Linked DNA regions of Mus musculus: regions 2 and 3 are each linked to region 1. Evidence: chromatin contacts called from public HiChIP or PLAC-seq and promoter capture Hi-C data. All regions are on one chromosome and are shown on one strand. Each heading gives the region's core, a stretch centred on a gene start, on an enhancer-like site or on the middle of the called end of the contact. The rest is flanking DNA. Distances are from core to core; before and after follow the strand shown.

The links. Promoter capture Hi-C pulls out the DNA fragments that hold promoters and counts their contacts. HiChIP or PLAC-seq counts read pairs in DNA pulled down with a chosen protein or histone mark.
Region 2: a contact with region 1 is called in a FOXA1 HiChIP or PLAC-seq map of pancreatic cancer cells. The contact joins the promoter of Cutc here to the promoter of Marveld1 in region 1. A contact is called at or near these places in 2 of 39 promoter capture datasets (liver and stem cell-derived epiblast-like cells) and 1 of 115 datasets of contacts at active chromatin or transcription factors (pancreatic cancer cells).
Region 3: a contact with region 1 is called in a promoter capture Hi-C map of liver, with 2.8 times the contacts expected there. The contact joins the promoter of Blnk here to the promoter of Marveld1 in region 1. A contact is called at or near these places in 1 of 39 promoter capture datasets (liver) and 1 of 484 Hi-C or Micro-C datasets (muscle stem cells).

What each region holds. Positions count from the first base shown.
Region 1 is chr19:42,146,035-42,148,679 of GRCm38.p6, reverse strand. Marveld1 (MARVEL (membrane-associating) domain containing 1) reads right to left here and starts at 1,291. Exons shown (of 2, transcript NM_183195.2): 1 at 1-1,291. The coding sequence starts at 1,031. The coding sequence ends at 510.
Region 2 is chr19:43,751,672-43,754,316 of GRCm38.p6, reverse strand. Cutc (cutC copper transporter) reads right to left here and starts at 1,294. Exons shown (of 9, transcript NM_001113562.1): 1 at 1,097-1,294. The coding sequence starts at 1,154. Cox15 (cytochrome c oxidase assembly protein 15) reads left to right here and starts at 1,317. Exons shown (of 9, transcript NM_144874.4): 1 at 1,317-1,495. The coding sequence starts at 1,406.
Region 3 is chr19:40,992,928-40,995,572 of GRCm38.p6, reverse strand. It overlaps Blnk (B cell linker), which reads left to right and starts at 1,352. Exons shown (of 17, transcript NM_008528.5): 1 at 1,352-1,561. The coding sequence starts at 1,515.

The DNA of each region.
Region 1 (2,645 bases), core at 42-2,541:
AGACGTCATCCATCATCCATCCTAGCACTAGCTAAAGCCTGTCCCCAGCTCCTCTTGCAGCTGCCTGACTGCATTCTACACCTCCCTAGGCTGGAAGAGGGGGCAGGGAAGGGATGCTCTTCCGACTGCAGGGCAGGAGGGAGGGGGCAATGGCGCAGTCCAAAGACTGGTTCCAATTTGGGAGCCTCCCCCGGATCTACGCGGCGGCGCCTGTCCACGTCTAGCTCTCGACAGGGAATGAGGAAAGGGACTTCCAGGCTTCGCCTGAAGCGGCCCAACTGGGTGTGTGCGTCGGCGCCTCGGATGGCTGCGTGGGTCCCTGGAAGCTGATATCTGGGCTGAGCTGCGGTACAGCAGTCAGACTAGAACTGAACGTCGGGGATCCAGGGCGCGGGCAGTGGAAACGCAGGCAGGGAGAGGGTGCAGGGGCACACCGGCACTAGGCGGCGGCAGGAAGGGTTCGGGAGGGATTCCCTAAACCGATCTGGGCCGCGGTGGAGCGGGTGGCCTCACACCACCTCCTCCTTGCCCTGGTAGCGACGGCAGCAGCCGTAGAGTGCCGAGAGTAGGTAGAGGCCGAGGCAGAGGCCGCCGCAGACAGAGGCCGCCAGGAAGGCATGGTAGGCGCAGGGCAGCCGGTAGTTCTTGAGGTTGCAGTAGCTGTGGCGCTGCGTCTGGTCGATCATGATGCCCGTCGCCGCCCCGTAGAGAGCAGCCGCCAGCAGGTCGTGCGCCACGTTGACCACGAGCCAGCGCGAGCCCAGCACGGGCACCAGCTCCTGCTTGCCCAACAGCGTGATGAAGTAGAGCCCCAGGGTGAGCAGCCAGAAGAGCACGGACACGAAGAGCGCGAAGTGCACCGGGCCCTGGTACTTGCTGGTGGCAATGGTGATCCAGAAGGCGGCTCCGGCCAGCAGCTGCAGCAGCCGCAGCACGCCCAGCGGGCCGCGCAGGAAAGCCCGCTGCAGGCGCAGGGAGCCGCGGGCCGTGCGCGCCTGGGGCGGCGGCTGGCGCGGGGGCGGCGGGAGCATGGCCCCCGGACGCGGCGGCGGCGGCGGCGGCGCCCCGAGCAGCGGAATGGCGGCGCCTTGCTCGCGGGGGCGGCCCGAGCCCGGGCCCGCTGCTCCCGCTGCTCCCGCTGCTCCCGCTGCTCCCGCTGCTCCCGCTGCTCCCGCTGCTCCCGCTGCTCCGAGGCCTGCCCTCCTCCCTCTACTTCAAGTCCTCAGCGCTGCTTCTCATCGGCACCCTTCCTCCCTTCTCTCCTTTTTCTCCCTCTCTCCAGCCCTCCTACTCGCTCTTTGGCCGTCCCCTTCGTTGGTCTCCACCCCTCCTCGCGCCTCCCAGCTTCCTGCCGTCGCGCCCTCCACCCTGGCTACCCCCCCTTTCTCCTCCGCTCCCATTCCTTCCTTCTGCAGCCAGGGCTGAATGCCCGCACCCCCCTGGCCCATGACAGGCCTTTTGCCCAGGCTGCTGGGCCAAGTTTGCCACATCTGGAGCCACCCCAGCCCTTCCTGCCTCGCAGGCCTGGCCGATCTTAGGTCTTCGAGAAGAAAGCTACAACAGCCTCTGCCCAGCCTGTGGCTGGACCCTCTTGATTCTCTCCAGTCACAGGAGACTGGAGACATAATTCTCTCCCATCGAGGCGTCCCATCAAGCCTGAGTAAGCAGGAGGTCTGAACTGACAGTTGTTCTCACTGGGACATCCTCAGTACCCTTCACTTGCCCACCACAAACTCGCCTGTCCAAAGCTGGTCTCAGACTGTCTTGCCATGAAGGTCTCTTGGTCAGTGTAAGAAAACTATCACTCACTGGAGGCCCAGCTGCCTTACCCACAGCGCACAGAGCATAGCAACGCCAAACACTTCGACCATTCCTTCCTGGCCATCTTTGCGTCTTGCTTAGATTAAAAACATGTCACCTAACATGGTCAGGACAGGCCTAGGTCTCAGAGATGGCATGTCCCGTATGCTTAACTATTGACCTAGATGGCAAGGATCCCAACGATGCCAAGGTTCATTGACATTACAGGGCCCTCTCTATGTAAGCTTCCCGCGACCCAAGACAGGAGAGCAATAGTTGTTTTCATTTTTCCTGAAGACTGAAGGGTTTCAGACCAGGAAGCCAGAGATGGCTTCTCTGCTCTCCACCCCACCAAAGAGCCAACCTTTGTGCTTCAGCAATGTTACACAACTGACCTGGCTGTTCCCAACCCAGTATGGAGCTGTGTCCTGTCAATGTGGCACATTACATAATCTGTCCCCAACCAACTTCCAGTTTCTTGGGTTTTTTCCACTTCCTTCCCCAACTCATGTCCAAACTCTGTCACTTATGAACTGCAAGTTTCCCACATGAACTCAGAATGCTCTTTATTTTCCAGACACTCCCTCACCAGCAGACATACCCAGTTTAAGCACTTACTGGTTTAAGGTTGAGCTCCCCACATTGACAATTATTTGTTTGTCTGGGCCTCCATTTGAATCATCCCTAGTTCTGAGTCTACTACATCAAAAACTGGTCTATTCTGGCTTATCCATCTTTGCCTGAGCCTGGCATGTAGGAGCCCCTCAGTACATACAAATGGAGTTGCTTGCCAATTGGCTGCAGGAATAGTACTGGACCTAAGTGTGGTGATTTGAATAGATACA
Region 2 (2,645 bases), core at 45-2,544, 1.6 Mb before region 1:
TGTCCTCAGACCTCCACACACTTACTATGGCACATGTACCCACCCCCACACAATAATTACCAACACACTTTTAAAGTGTTTAATTCATGCTTCATGTATTGATCTCTGCGAGAACAGTCACCACATTCTAATAGTGGTTACTCCTGGGCAATGAATTTGGAATTATTTTTACCTTTCTATATTGCTTGACTTCTTCTACCTGATATTGCTTTTATGATGAAAGATTACTTGGAGAAACAAACAAAAATCTGTCACCTCCTAATAAGTTGCAATAGTCATTGATTTAATAAAAGACTATCAGTCCCATAGATTAGGATTCAAACATTAACCAATGGTCGTAAACAACAATACAGTAACTCCACAAATCTGGTAACAGCCCCACCAGTGGGGCTGAAGATGCTGAAGGAGTATCAGGAGCTCCATACAAAAGTATGGGAATGTCTACAAACTGTTGCAACAGGAGCCTGAGCAAAAAGCAAAAAGTAGGGATCAAAAAAGACATTTGAAGCAGTAGTGCTCAAAGTTAGAGACTCCAGATGGCTTTGGGGAGTCTGTGTCTGTATTTGCCTCTTGGGAGCGGACTGCAGCTTTAGAACACTTAAACACGCTGAGACAGGTATGAGAATCCAACTACCTTCCATCAAGTGAGATATTAAAAGAGATTTGCAAAATACAGAGCATTGCCCCTTTTGCTGTTTTGTTTAGGGATATTTATCCTTCATAAAAGTTATTTGTCTTGACATATTAATAGGCATATCTCCCGCAGGAAGCAACCAGTCATCTGTTACGCAATGGCTGTGGGAACGGATCCCACTCGCCACCCTCGGTGGCAGCTCTAGGTTGTAGAGCTGTCACCACACTTTTATTATCTACCACAGAGACAGGGAGGTGGTATGGTGCCCTCTTGTGGCCCTAGGGGCGGCGGGACGCTGAGGGCACTTGCGAGACTGGCGGGGATCCAGGAGCAGCTGAGGGACTGCGTGACTGCCCGGGACTCCGGAGCACTGAGAAACTCGACCGCGGGAAAGCCTGGCAAGCCGGGACCCACCCCGGGGTCCACCGGCCGACCGCCCCCCTGCCCCGCCACCTTCCGCACCCGCCTTCCCCGACGATATCCACGCCTGTTTCCGCTCGCAAGAAGCCCCTTTCTTCATGCTTCCCGCGTTCCTCCCTCGCTCGCCTTCGGTTTCCACTGAGTCCCCGCGGCCGCGCGAGCGACGGAGGAGGCGCGTCCCCGACGCCCGTGCCCGGCAGCCTCCCAGGGAGTCGTGCGTGCACGCGCAGTGGCCAACCTAGCGCGAGGGGGCGCGCACGACGCCTGACCCGGAAGTGCTTGTTCTTTCGGGAGCGGAGAAGCGGACCGCAGCTCGCTGGGGCGCTCCGGCAGTGGCGCTGTACTGTCAGCATGCAACGGTTGCTCCTTCCGTCCCTGAGGGCCTTGACGGGGAGCCGCAATGTCGGGCTCCTGGTCCCTAGGGTGGCGTCCAGAACACAGGTACCCACTCCTGCTGGCTCGGATCACGGAAGCCGGGCTGGGATAAAAAAGGCCAGGATAAAGTAAACGGACCGCCCTGCAAGTCCGGCTCGCCTTCTCATTTCAGGACATATTTCCTTGTGTCCCGACACCTCCCTGAATGCGGATCCGGAAATATTACCCACTGCTGTGTATGACTGACCAATTTACTTAGCTTTTAAGTTTCAATTTCCTTTTCTGTAGAATGGGAGAACGACCTGTTACACAAGGTGTTTGTAAGGATTAAAATTTTAAATATACATCAAACCCTTAGCACGTGATAAAGGCTCAGTAATTTTTCTTTTCTTTTTATTTTATTTATTTATGCATTTATTTGCACATTTGGTTTTTGCTAAAAGCCACCAGGCAGTCAGGAACTCCTATGTAGCCCCATTCCACAGTGAAGGAAATTGAGACTTACTTTAAGTTGCTTGTCTAAGATACCCAGTTACTTAGAAGTAGGAAACTGAACATACTTTTTTTTTTTTTTTTTTTTTTTTGGTTTTTCGAGACAGGGTTTCTCTGTGTAGCCCTGGCTGTCCTGGAACTCACTTTGTAGACCAGGCTGGCCTTGAACTTAGAAATCCACCTGCCTCTGCCTCCCGAGTGCTGGGACTAAAGGTGTGCGCTACTACCGCCCGGCCAACATATTTTTGCTCTTAGTGTTAGACTCAAAAGAAGACATGTATTCTCTTCTCTGATAATCAGTAGTAAAAGGTGAAAGATCTTTATGGTGTGAAGAGAAACCAGAGAATTCTAGAGTTTGTTATGTTCCTGGAAAAAAAAATATGCCCACATAGTGCCTGCCCTTGAGGAGTCAGTTCATTCAATTGTTAGTTCGAGTACCAAATATGTATTAGGTCTTGCTGTGTAAGGACCCAGTACTACAAAGGGAGCAAGAGGAAGAGCTCCCAGCTTAGTGGGGCATAGGGACAGATCACCTGATACATGACTGTGTGTTAAGGCTTGTGGTAGGGAAGGTACTTTGTGCTGTGACAGTAACCTGTTGTAAGATCCAGGAAAGTCTGGGGCATAACGATGCCAGCCCCGATCTCCAGTGGGTAGTATAAATGGAAGTGTGTGGGAGGGAATAGCACATTTAGAGACTGAGAACCCAGTAAGAAAGGGCTCA
Region 3 (2,645 bases), core at 103-2,602, 1.2 Mb after region 1:
AAGGGCGGGGCAGGGAACTAGATCTCCTTCAGGATACATTGCAAGAAAACCGTGCAGGCAGATTAGAGAAAGGCAACAGTTACGGGAAGCAAGTGTCTGCATTTCTCTCCTGATGCCCTACTCTTCTGCAAAGGGACCTCACCCTTCAACCACTCTGAGGCATCAGCTCTCGGACATCCTGAAGAATGGCAAATTCAGATATAGTGCATGAACGTGAACAGTCAAGGAACCAGGAGGACCGAAGAGCTCCTCTTTGAACAAAGAACCTGGGGGTGGGGGTGGGCAGGGGCGGGAAGAAATCCGGGTTTGCTCTCTGTCTCTTCTCCTCCCTTCTCTGGCCTGGTCCTCCTTCCCACTCTCTCCTCAGCCAGGCCCTTGAAGCTATAACAGGAGAGATAACTGAAATCCCTCCACTCTGTCTCCCTCCAACCCCCCGTGCATTCTTTAGACCCAGGTCGATGGTCCTTTGATAATGTTCAGAACGTAATCTCCTTTCACAAAGGTGACTAGGATGTGCCAGGTGAGTGGGGGTGGGGGTGTTCAGGTCCAAGGGGAAGAAAGAACACGCCCTCTCATTTTTTTGTTTTTTGTGTTTTGTTGTCTCGAGGAGTATAGCAGAACTGTCTAGATGGGGTCAGAGGCAGGTGTGGGATTTCACTGTGCTTGGGATACCCCTACACCTGACATGTCGCACTGGGTGTGATGAGAGGGGAAGACATGGAGGGGAGTTAGGAGGCATCCGCCTGATGTCATGTGTTGGGAAATCACTAGGCTTGTCCTCAGCTGACTTTTGAGTGTATCCTGTCTTTATTTGAAAATGGCAAGCTTTCAGCAAGGCAACTCCTGACTCCACACAGCATACGATAGGGTCGCCTTTCCCCACCCCTAAGTGACCTTGACCTTGCACAAAGAATTACCTATCACATTTTAAATGACCACTGCTGTGACCTCGGTGACAAGAACTGTCCATTTCATGTCTTAGTTCTTAAGAAGAAGAGGCTAACCCATGGCTTAATGCAAATGAGCAGAAAGCCCCCAAAGAGCCATCCAGATATAATTGATTATTCAGCTTTTCCTTGTACCTAAGAAGTGGCAGGGTGACTCTGGCCATCTGCTAAAAACAGGGACTACCTAAGGTTTGGGACAAACAGGAAGTAGTGCTCAGTCAGAAACTTATCCAACCTGGCAACACACCTGATCATAAAAGAGCTACTGGAAGGGATTTGCATGCCCAATAAGGTTTCACTACCGAAGTTTACACAACGCACAGTAATCAGCCAGGCTGGCTGACTCCCTGGATCACATGACCTCGTAGAAACATGAAACTTGGCGATGCGCTCCAGCGAGTTTTACTTCCCCTGTGCAGGGGTGTTTGCCAGCAGCCTGTGGGTTGCTCGCAGAAGTCAGTTCCAGTGGCTTGAGTTCTTGAGGCCAGAGCCTTACCATGCTGCTCCCCAGGAAGTCCAGGAGCTGCTGACACCCCCCTGGACAGCGACACATCCTCTCTCAAGAAAATGGACAAGCTGAATAAGATAACTGTCCCTGCCAGCCAGAAGCTGAGGTAAGAGATTCCCTTCGGAGCCTTATTCCTCTTCTTTGCCCTCTAGGGCTCCTCCAGCGCTCAGAGGCACCAAAACCTTGGGATACTTGACCAGTGCCAATCGGTTAGCAATGGCTATAGGGAAGTAGATCAGCTTTTTAAAGAAACGTGTAGGAGGAGTGAAGGAACCTGCTTTGGCTGGTTTTTGCCAGGGATGGGACAAAGAGTGAAGCTCTGGGAAGGCAAGAAGATAGAAAATTTGATGGCCCACATGCTAGCAACAGCCAGCTTTCTGAGTCTGAGGAGGGGCTCATCCATGGTGTGAAGAGCGTTTGTAGTCACTGTCGCTTACTGACTCTTGTTTGTTTTGTGGGTGTTCACCCTAAGTTTATTGGGGGAACTACGCGTCTCTCCAGTACCCTCATGACTATCTATTTTAGAATGTCAGATGGCTCACTGGATAAAGTGCTGAATGTGCAGGTCTGATGATCTAAGTTCCATGCCCACAACCCAGATAAAAAACGGAAAGAGAAGCAACTCCACAAAGCTGTCCTTGGACTCCACAGTCACTGCCAGCCTGGCACATGCATGCCCTGACACATCATGCCCACACACATTTCACACACACATACACACACACATACTGATAATAACAATAACCATTTTAAAAAACAGCTTTGGCAATTTAAAGAAATATATACTAAGAAAGAATAAGCCAGCAGTGGCCTAAGGCATACATACGTCAAGAGACCATGCAAAGATGACTTCCCAGTTTTTGAGTTTGAAGAGCATTGTCTTCTGAAGTGGGGCTGATGACTCTCAGAGGCTGGAACTTTCAAACGTTTAAGGGTGTGTTATATTCCATGTGCAGGCTAGAACTTTGGACTTTCATGAGGTCATACTTAAGGGATGGAGCACTGGAGAGTCTGAGACAAATGACAAGAAAAGACATGGAGTTGATAGAAGGACAGTCTTTCACGGTGGCACATGGGTCTTCTCACTCTGAGGGGTTTGGTAAGAGGCAGACTGAGAGGTACTAAGGGGTCCAGACCAGCGGGCAGCATCAGCTGGTCAGCCATTTTATAGAGGATACCCAGGAGAGCCA